Linked DNA regions of Mus musculus: all the other regions are linked to region 1. Evidence: chromatin contacts called from public ChIA-PET and promoter capture Hi-C data. All regions are on one chromosome and are shown on one strand. Each heading gives the region's core, a stretch centred on a gene start, on an enhancer-like site or on the middle of the called end of the contact. The rest is flanking DNA. Distances are from core to core; before and after follow the strand shown.

Region 1 (3,436 bases), core at 379-2,878:
GCTCCCACCAGACACTGTACCACAAGGTGGCGCCAGAGTGGATGAATCCTAGAGGGCCATGCGAGCCTTGGCCTTGGTCCTGAAGTCACACTTTTTGGTCCAGATCTTCGGTCTCGGTCCTGCTGCCGGACGGGGAAGCTTCCGGGGTCTTAGCTCCAGTGGAAGCTGCGCTGGACGACGTACAAAGGAGGATCTGCCGCCTGGTTTTGGAAGTACTGCAGGTTGAGCTCCAGGTGAGGTCGCCATCCCAGTCTAGATTGGTAGTGTGAGGGAGAAACACGGTCTATTTATGGTGGCCTCTACGGGATCCGGATCATTTCCCTAGCCCTGTCTGTGCTATGCTTTCCCTAGCCCCTGTTCTCCGCTCTGCCCTCGCGCCGGTGGCTATTGAGTTCTGAGTTGCTAGATGGTGTGTGTGAGCAGACGTCGCACTTCTGCCAGGACTTCTGGCGCGTACGGAAGCCTGGTGTTCAGGTAGGGCGAGGAGAGGAAAGCTGGGGAAGGGGTTGTGCTGGTGGGACCCTATATTCAAACTGATTACTGTCCTGCAGCTGCTGCTGGCAGAGGCGGAACGAACCGTGGTGTTACAATACCTAAGGGCTCTGATGCAGGGCCGCCTAGTGTGCCGCGGTACGGACGAGCGGAGCCAGGCGGCTGAGCGACTTCGGCAGGATGCTGCCCAGCTCAAAGAGCTTTTCCTTGGTTTGGTGAGAGCTCATTGGGAGGGCAGACAGTCGAGGATCTCTGTAGTTGGGTGGGAGCCGAGGGCCCGCTGGAAACCCTGTTCCCATGTGTTCAGGGCCTGGAAGAGAGCGCTCACTGCGCGCCCGTCCTGCTCGCGCTGAGGGAACTGCTCAACCTCCACGACCCCACACTGCTTGGCCTCGAGGTGGCAGGCTTGAGGCAGCAATTTCCCGACGTGAGGTGCGAGGAAGGGGACAGGGGAGGAACGGCCCAGGAGGACGAGGGAGGGCTGGGCTGACGCACGTGGTGGTATTCCTGCAGCGAGGATCACGTCTCTGCCCTCTTGGACCTGCGCGGAGACGTGTCCCGAGAGCATCGTCAGGCAGCACTCAGTTCGCTGCAGGCGGGTCCACCGCCCTCACCGTCCACTGGCCGCCGGGCGCTCTTCAGCCTGGTACCGACGCCTACGCCCTCCCTGTCCTCCTGCCTCCCTTCAGGTCCCTGCTCCTGACACCCATCTGTTTGCGTAATAAAGCCACGTCTACGACACGTCTGAATCTATGTGTTGGGGGCGCGCCGGTGAAAGCAACAGTGCAATTAGGGGTCCGTGCACAGTGGTACATCTATAATCCTGGCTGAATCCTAGTATTCTGGCAGCATCTCACCTATGCAGACATCTGCTCTCTTTGTGGACTGCGTGCCCCGAACCCTGGGCTCCCGTGGAGTACTCACTTCCTATGTATCTACTACCGGCAAGCAGTAAATGGTTTCATCGCCCTCGCCAGTCGCTTTAGAAGCGCGGAAGTTTGAAGAGGGGGAAGTCTAGGACCAGACGCGGTCCAGGGGCGCAGGGTGGCAGCGAATCCCGCCCCTCTTCGCACGTTTGGCTCCGCCCACAGCGAGCTTAAGCACGCCCCCTACGGCGGAGACGGACGTGGCCCTTGCGTCTTCGTGTGAGCGTGCGCGCGCCCGAGTGCGCGTGTCTTTGGCGCGGGCTTCCATGGTCTCGGCGGCCAGCGATCGGCTTTGAGGAGCAGGAACTGCGGGCAGCAAAAGAGGCGTGATCAGGTGGGGGCGCGGCACGCGGACCGAACCCCTACCCCACTCCAAAAACCGAGACTAAATATGACTAAGACTTCACCCTTCTTGATTTACCAGGGAATTCCCCCAAGTCCATTGTCTCCTAGCTCCGCCCTCCATTGGGCACGCCCTTCACCCTGTCTCACGCCCTTTATTTGTCTTCAGGGCACGCCCTCCCAGAGCTCTTGGTTCCTATTGGTTGTTTTCCCACGTTATCTCTTTCCAGGGGTTCTTATTGGTGTGGGCCACACCCTCTCATTTGTCACCAGACCCCGCCTTCAGCAGTCAGGGACTCCAGCCTCACCCTGAATTCATTCATTCTGCAACTAGTGAGTGCGTGGGACGAGAGGGTGAATCAGACCCTTCCTGACCTCGGGGAGTTCAGGGCACGGTGGGGAAATATGGATCTAGCCTCCAGCCATGACAGCCTAGGGCTGTCAAGAAGCCATCAAGACCCTGGGACCCTTTACACATCGGGAAGGCTTCCCAGAGAAAGTGAGGCCTAAACCGGGCCCTGAAAAAAATGGTTAAGAGGTTGCTCCAGGGACACATTGGCAAAAGAATTCTTGGCAGAAGAACCTGAGACGTGAAAGAAACAGGTGAATTCTGGTAATTACGTGGAGGTAGGTGGAATGAACGAAGGGAAAATGGAAGAACTGGCCCATATAGTGGTCAGTAGACATCCAGAAAAGTATACAGTTTGAGGGTGAATGAGATCTGAGACTAGAAGTCATTTTTTAAGCAGCCGATCACTAGGTAAGGTGGAGGAAGACTCCGAGAAGGAGGAGGATGCCGGGGTGGGGGTGGGGGGAGTCTAAACAGGGTATCTAAGTTTGCGAAAGGAATGATTATAGTATTTTTGCTTTAGAGGTCTATTTTTATTATTTCTGGGTATGGGTATATGCATGTGCCCGTGGAGGCCAGAAGAGGGCCTTGGGTCTCCTGCAGCTGGAGTTAGCCTGCGTGGACACTAGGAACTGGATTTGGGTTCTCAGGGAGAGCAGCAAGTCTCTCCAGCTCCATGATTTAGTTCTTACAAGGACTCAGGTTCATCCATGGATCACAGTGGATTACAGTGCTGGATCAGGGACTGTTCTGGGTTCTGGAAGCACAGTTGCACATTATAGAAAGGAAAACCCAGATAAAGCCTTCAGATCTGCCATGCAGACAGTGAGCTAGCTGCAGTAGACTTCAGAGACAGCAACAACTACAGAAAAAGCTTAGTTCCAGGAGAGAGAGGAGGTTTGCTCTTTTGTAGAGATTTGCTAGTGCTGACTTTCTTTTATTCTTCTTTCCCTTTTTTTTTTCCTCTCTGTTTAAAGCTTTTAAAGACAGGTATTGCTGCATAGCCCAGGTTGGCCTGGAATTCACAATTCTCTTGTTTCAGCCTCAAGTGCTGGGATTACAGACATGTGCCACTACATCTGACAAGCTTTTCTTCTGTTTTTAATTTTTTTTTTATTAAAACACTTCCATGTAGTTTGATCATGTTTTTATCCACACACCCAAACTCCTCCCAGACCAACTTTCTCTCTCTCTCTCTCTCTCTCTCTCTCTCTCGTGTGTGTGTGTGTGTGTGTGTGTGTGTGTGTGTGTGTGTGTGTGTGTATGTCTAGGGCATCTCTTCTAATATGATATTTATGAAGATTTTTAAGAAAGTGACAAGTGACCC
Region 2 (3,436 bases), core at 455-2,954, 400 kb before region 1:
AAAAGTGGCCCTGTTCACTTTGGGGAGCCCCCCCAATACCAAGAGACTAGGATTGCATGGAGGCAAACTGGAAGGTTTATGCGGCTCTGACTTGGCCCTCACCGCACGGACTGCTGGGTATGGTGGACTCTAAGGGATGGCTTCTCTCCAGTCGAGCCAGCAGAGACGAGGGTGTGGGCTTCCGGAATAGCTTCCTAGGCAGGGGATAAGGAGAAGAGGCAAAAGGGACTTCTAGCTCCTTGAAGGATGAAAAGCTTTCACTGAGGCCCTGCCCCACCCCTTGGATTTTCTAAGCCTCACCCAAGGGTTGAGCGAGGGAAGACCTTTTTGATGGCAGCAGCTACATGCTGAGCCAGCTGTTCGAGGGCAGCCACACAGGGAAACTCCAGGACCAGTTCAGGCAGGGACTCCAGCTCAAAGGTGACCTGGGGAAGGAGGAGCCTTTTGGATCCCTGTGTGGTGGAAGCGCTGTCCATTCAGAGTGATATGTGTAGGAATAAATGATCAAGCGGAGTGTATGTTCAAGTTGGGGTCCAGCTTTCTTACCCGAGGGGGTGTTTCCTGTAGTGCCATGGCCTGGACCTCCAGGTAGCTGAATGTACAGTCCACCTGGAAAGCATCAGAGTCATTCCAACTGACTGTTGCTACTCTCTTGAGCCTAGTTCGTTCTTTCTTTCTTTCTTTCTTTCTTTCTTTCTTTCTTTCTTTCTTTCTTTCTTTCTCTTTCCTGAGACAGGGTTTCTCTGTGTAGACCTGGCTGTCCTGGAGCTCACTCTGTAGACCAGGCCTGCCTGCCTCTGTCTCCCTAGTGCCAGGACTAAAGGCGTGCACCACCACCTCCTAGCTTGTTCTTAAAATTTAAAAATTGTACTATTGGGTGTTTGCTGGCATGTTTGTCTCTGTACCACTCTTGTGTGCCTGGTTCCCAAAGATGCCAGAAGACGGTGGTGGGTGCCTTCGAACTAGAGTTCCAACCACTTGTGAGCCCACCTGGTGGTGGGAGAATTGAACCCAGGTCCTCTCTCCACAGCCCATGATTTTGTGGCATCCTGAGCTAGACCTGCCCAGACTTCCCTCCTGTCTGCTGTTGGAAAGTAAAAGCCAGCATGGGCAAAGAAGACAGCTGCGCAAGGCAGTCCCTTGCTGAAGGGGAAGGGGTGTTGGCCCGGCCTGGGACTCACCCTCAGGGGAAGGCAGGTGTGCAGCAAATATGCCCTCCATCGAAGCAGTGCCTGGGGGGAGACAAAAGACTAATACTCTAGGGAAATCAAGTTTCTTTGTGCAGGGTCTGGCCACTGTCCTGAGCTTCACTCCTGGCTACCATACCAGGATATGGCTTTGCTCGGCACCCTCCTGGGGAAGCCAGGTTTTCAACAGCAGCTCCGCCTCCTTGGGCCACAGGAACCTGGTGATCTCGCCTGTGGAAAGACAGTCTACTGGGTGACTTTGGCTCCTCTATTAGGGCCACTCTGTGCCCAAGGTCTGTGCTAGACTGAGTGCCCAGGTATTCATGTGTGGATCAGCTAGGAAGAAATGAAGCGGACTTTTAGGCACTGGCCCTCCCTCCAGAACAAAAACCCCTGGTCAAGTTCCCTAAGGCGCCGAGAGGAGAGGTCTGGTTTGGAGTCAGGCTCTTCATGGCCAGGTGGGCTCCCAGGGCTTACCTCGCAGTTCACAGGATATGTCGTCTGGGGTCTGTGCCATAGGGCCGGGACGGCCCAATGAGCTCTGGCGGGAAAAAGCAGCCGGCAGGAGCGTACACAGGAAGCCAGGGGCCCAGGCAGCAGTGCAGCCACCTGCTCCTCCTGCAGCGGAAGGTACGCGCTTCTTCCTGCCAGGCCGCCCCCGGCCCGGCCCCTCCCCGCCCCGGCTTCGTTGGCTGAGTTCGCCCCGGGTGGGAGGTTGTGGGAGGATGGTCGAATCTTGACTGTTGCTGTCGCTCAGGGACTTTTCCTTCCGCGTACTCGGGTACTCATGGGTGTGGTGTGTAGGGGAGAGGGTCTTGCCTTTTCACCCCTTGCCTGGTGCCCTACTTCCACCCTGCCCCGTAGTCCCGGGCGCAAACACCAGGGGACGCCACCCTCCAGGGGATGCCAAAGGCCTAACTAACTTGATCTATCCCAAGACACAGGTTGGGTAGGTTGGAGTAACTCAAAGGAAGCCAGAGCAGTTGTGTCTCTGTGCAGTAAAAATTACCCACCACCCAAGGTTCTGCCCTGCTCAGATACGAATTTAAGAGTCTGGCAACCTATTTGTAATCCCAGCACTGTAAAAACAGGCAGGAAGAAAAGAGGCTGGGCTGCACCCTTTTTTTTTTTTTTTTCTCCCCGAGACAGGGTTTCTCTGCGTAGCCTGGGCTGTCCTGGAGCTCACTTTGTATAGACCAGGCTGGCCTCGAACTCAGAAATCCACCTGCCTCTGCCTCCCAAGTGCTGAGATTAAAGGCGTGCGCCACCACCACCCGGCCTGGGCTGCACTTTTTAGAGGTGTGCCAGACTTTTTGACTGGACCATGGTTGGTGCCTGCTTTTAATTGGGAGGTCCAGGCAGGAGGACTCTTGAGTTTGAGGTCATTCTGGTCTATAGTCCTTGTCTCAAAAACCAGATTAGCCATAATCCTTTGTAACAGGTTCCTCTCATTTAGATGCGGGCTCTTTGGGAACATCTGTAGCTAATTTATGACCTGAATCTCACTGAAGGCTGGTGCTGGTATTTGTGTTCTCAGGTTGTCTGCATTGAAGTTCAGGGAGGATTCACTTGAGCCTAGAGCTGGGATGAGTATACTAGCCAGAAGCATGCTACCCTACAAAAGGGGCTGATTCAGATCTTACCCACACACCCCCACCCCACAGACTTCATTAAATCCCACTTCTAACTGCCCTACCCACAGTTCAGCAAAAGAGAAAGACAAAGTCTTGGAGAGCAGAAGCAACTATGTATTATAATCTCTTAGGCTTCTGTCCCATCTCTACCTTTCCCAGACAGAGGATGACTTGGGAGTGTCCTCTAAGCGGGACCCTCTCCACCAAGTCCCAGTCACTCTGGTTCATGTTAAGCCCAGGACTTTCTGGCTAACCTGGACAACACAGAGAGACCCCGTGTCTTCAAAATAAAATGGCTAATGGCAGTAGTATTTATCTACATGAAACCGGAGTTCAATTTCTTGTGCTGTGAAGCGACAGCCCTTTAACATGTTTGCCGACTTGCCAACTTCCACCGAAACATAGAAGGTGGAAAGTAGATATAAAGGAGAAACAACTTGGAGGAAGGCAGTGACACTTAGGCAAGTATATGGTATGACATATAAAGGCCGACAGGGACGGCCTCGCTGGAGCTGATACAAAAGAGCTGCAGAACCAGAAGGCCCCTATGCCTCTTAGCCCGAGCCTGAAATTTAACTCTAAGGCCATCTGAAGTCACAAATGACTTATAGGGTG
Region 3 (3,436 bases), core at 242-2,741, 360 kb after region 1:
TGGGATGTTCTTTACCCTACTTCCAGAAACTCTCAGGACCTCTACTTCACACGTAATCTTCAGAGGAAGGTTTTATATGTTTCTTTGGACAATGGCACTTGGCTCCTTTGGTTGTATGAGGAACTGTAGAGGCTGGAGTTGTGAAAGGACACATCACTGCTGCCCTCCTGAGAGACTTATAGTACATTATACTTGACTCTGGGCTCTTGCTGGTTAAGGTGTTTATACTGACCTTTGTCCATAGACCTCATTTATGGTGGCAGAGATCACTTGGCATATTCTGAATCTAGGAACCATTCATATCTGTTTCTCACTGCAAAACTGAGAGATAACGTATAGGAACTGATCTTTGACCCAGGAGACTGGCAAAGTTTTTTCTATTAGAAGCCTTAGCTATGTATCTAAAAATGCACAACGCACTGCACATCATAGACAGAAAACTTCTATGGGGTTGAGAAGAAGGAAGCATTTCATTTGCTCCCAGAGCTTAAAGCATGCTTTTACCCCCGGCCTGCAATTGTCTAGGTCCAAAACTTACATGTTTGGATGTGAGGTCCCATCCCTCACCCCACTCCATGGCTCAGGGGCCTCAGGAGGTGCAAAGCGCAGTGGTCCTACAGGAGGCTTGGCAAAGGGGATTCCCAGGAAGGTATGAACAGCGATGTCAGTGTCCTTCACGTGGACAAGGCTGCCTCTCACCTGGCCTGTGTGTGTGTTCCTGATGGGGCTGGCTGAGTCCTGACCTGTGGGTGGAGATGCCAACATGGTTAGTTTTGCCCAGGCAGTTGCCACTACATGGTTTATTCCCACCTTATTTTCACTAAGTGCCCATGGGGAAGGGAATTTGGGGTGTGTAGGCTCAGGTGTGGGATGTGCGAGTAGGAGCTTCTACATAACCCCCAAGCCAGGAACATTACTTATACTCCTTTTGAATGGTAGCAGGGCATGTCTCTAAGGAGGAGACATGCTCAGAGCCACTTGACAGCATGGATGTATTCTTTTCATCATCACCGAAAGGTCTGTAGCAGCCACAGTCACACAGGGAGAGAGGAAATGATACCTTTGCTCTCTTTCCTCTAACCTTCAGGTGCAGCACTTCTTAGCCCTTCTTCCACTGGAATGATTGTTTTTGGAAAGGGGTGTTCATAGGTATTGCTGACCCTCTATGTGCAGCAGGGTTCACTCTGTGGGCTTTGGTGAAGGCATTGGGAGGCACACATTTTCCACCCTTTTTATCTGCCATCTTTACCAGCTTTTCCCTCCCTGGTGACTTCCCTCCCACAAACGAACCTGCTGACTCCGAGGAACTGAGCAGCTCTGACCTGTTCCTCATTGCTCACTGAATGACTCTCACCTTGCACATGCAGAACGAGAAGCAGGACCCCACAGGCCACAGCATTCAGCCATCCAAGAAGTTTGTATAGTGGCATAGTCAGCTCTTAGATCTGAGTCTGTGTTGCTCCAGGATATCTGTGTGCTATGGACAGGAAATAAAAGATGTGGGTCTTGCCTAGGCAGGAATTTGGACCTAAAATAAAGTAGGCAGGAAATTCACTAGGGCGGGGCAAAGTTCGTATTGCCAAAGAAGAGCAGGCCAGCAGGAAGCCAAAGCAATCTCTATTCCTGCTCTTTGGCCTCCTAGAAAGGTATATCATGCCATCTGAAGTCCTTCTGTAACACAGGGAGTCCTATATTCAAGCCTAAGTCAATTCAAACCATGATCACTGTCCTTGTACTCATTGGGCAGATGTTAGTGTTGTTCTGGAGTTCAGAGAACAGGAATCTGTAACAGAGACAGCCTGGGGGGCTTCTTCAAGTAGGTATGTATTCAAGATAAGAGAGGGGAGGGGGAGGGAGGGGGAGAAGAGAGGGAAGGAGGGAGAGAATGTGTTCAGAATATGTCCATTACAGTGATCTTAGGGTCTATATGGACCCCTCCACATGTGTCCTGGCTATTTCACTGAAACACCACAATGTGGCACTTCGCAAGTCTCATTCCTTATTCACACCACCTCTGTAATATATGTTTCCTCTTTTAGCCAGCTCCTGCTGAGATCAACTTTCATAGTTCTTTATCTACTTAAGGAGCACTTTCCATTTTTTTCTATTTCTTTCTTTCTTGTGCATGTGTTTATATGCATGTGTGAATGCCATGCCACACATGTGAAATGCCTCTTCCGTCAGTCAGATCATTCCACCATGTGGATATAGGGGACCCATTTTAGGTCTCTGGCCTTTTGAAAATTCCTTGGCACATTGTGCCATCTCCTGGTCTTCACTTAGCAAACATTTACTCAGGTCCTGCTAGTCTAACACTGAACTCTCAGTGTCTGAGCTCTCAGAGTCTATGATAAAGCCAAAGGTACAGGTCTACACTAGGTGTGTAATAATCACAAAGAACCCTGGCAGAACACACCAAAGAGTACAGGACTAGGAGCTCCCACAATGCCCAACGGATCTCCTAGAGGGCATGATACAGGGATCAAAGTAAGCCTGAAGTCTGAGAATTTGCCTTCACTCTGTATTTCCAGATCCTGATAATTTATGGGCCTAGCACTGCGGGCGGAGCTACATCCTTAAGGCTTCTCTGTCTCTGCAAGCATGATACAGCCAAGCCTTTCCCTACCAACACTGGCTATTGTTTCAATGTAGTGGCTGCAATGCACTCCTGACCAGTCTGCTGTCCCAGCCCTCACTGGCTGCTCCTCTCCCTCCTCTCAGTTCCTTGAGCAAAGAAACTGATGCGCTGTAGGGCTACGAGGTCGTCTTCAGTTCCTTCTTTCTCAGGGTCAAGGAATCAGCATCTTCAAGTTTTCAGGGCTTCCTGGTGCTTCCTCTTAATACAAGACTTTCTCAGCTCTACTGGTGTAGTGGTTTGAAAGAGAATAGCCTTTACAGACTCATATATTTGAATGTTTGCTTTCCAGTTGATGGACTGTTTTGGAGGAATTAGGAGGTGTGCTCTTGTTGAAGGAGGTTTGTCACTGGGGGTGGGATTTGAAGTTTCAAAAACCCATGCCAGGACAAGTCTCTGCTTTCTGCTTATGGATCAGAATGTAAACTCTCAGCTACTGCTCCAGCTCCGTTCCTGCCTGCCTGCTGCCATGCTGCCCACCAGGATGATGGTTCTGAACTCATCCTCTGAAATGTAAGGAAGCCCCCAATTAAATGCTTTCTTTCACAAGTACTCTTGGTCATGGAGTTATCTATAGAACAGTAACTGGGAATGCTGGGAAGGGGTGGTAGAACCCATGGGCTTTGTTACTTACTGCACATTTATCCAGAGACCCTCATGTTGGTAATTGCCAAGGCCATAGCAAATATGTGGAATGAAGAAGACTCTCAGGTGCATTTCTTGGAAGAAGTGGAGAGTGAGCTCAGGAACAGGGAGAAGTGGGGGAAGCAGAAGCTCAAATTCTATTGAAACACCTGCAAT

What was found. Promoter capture Hi-C pulls out the DNA fragments that hold promoters and counts their contacts. ChIA-PET counts read pairs in DNA pulled down with a chosen protein or histone mark.
Region 2: an RNA polymerase II ChIA-PET map of memory CD8 T cells shows a contact between it and region 1, with 21 read pairs. The contact joins the promoter of Carmil2 here to the promoter of 4931428F04Rik in region 1. A contact is called at or near these places in 1 of 39 promoter capture datasets (embryonic stem cells), 1 of 115 datasets of contacts at active chromatin or transcription factors (memory CD8 T cells) and 1 of 9 other capture datasets (pancreatic islet).
Region 3: a contact with region 1 is called in a promoter capture Hi-C map of liver. The contact joins the promoter of Ces2e here to the promoter of 4931428F04Rik in region 1. A contact is called at or near these places in 2 of 39 promoter capture datasets (cranial neural crest and liver).

Annotation. Positions count from the first base shown.
Region 1 is chr8:105,287,720-105,291,155 of GRCm38.p6, reverse strand. 4931428F04Rik (RIKEN cDNA 4931428F04 gene) reads left to right here and starts at 1,628. Exons shown (of 8, transcript NM_028888.2): 1 at 1,628-1,752; 2 at 1,991-2,387. Exoc3l (exocyst complex component 3-like) reads left to right here. Exons shown (of 14, transcript NM_177788.5): 10 at 104-233; 11 at 352-474; 12 at 552-707; 13 at 800-924; 14 at 1,006-1,233. The coding sequence ends at 1,195.
Region 2 is chr8:105,684,542-105,687,977 of GRCm38.p6, reverse strand. It overlaps Carmil2 (capping protein regulator and myosin 1 linker 2), which reads right to left and starts at 1,704. Exons shown (of 39, transcript NM_001357333.1): 1 at 1,665-1,704; 2 at 1,327-1,418; 3 at 1,182-1,232; 4 at 547-609; 5 at 301-425; 6 at 103-194. The coding sequence starts at 1,704. Gm33578 (a long non-coding RNA gene) reads left to right here and starts at 1,758. Exons shown (of 2, transcript XR_387987.3): 1 at 1,758-1,817.
Region 3 is chr8:104,924,315-104,927,750 of GRCm38.p6, reverse strand. Ces2e (carboxylesterase 2E) reads right to left here and starts at 1,491. Exons shown (of 12, transcript NM_172759.3): 1 at 1,355-1,491; 2 at 539-743. The coding sequence starts at 1,430.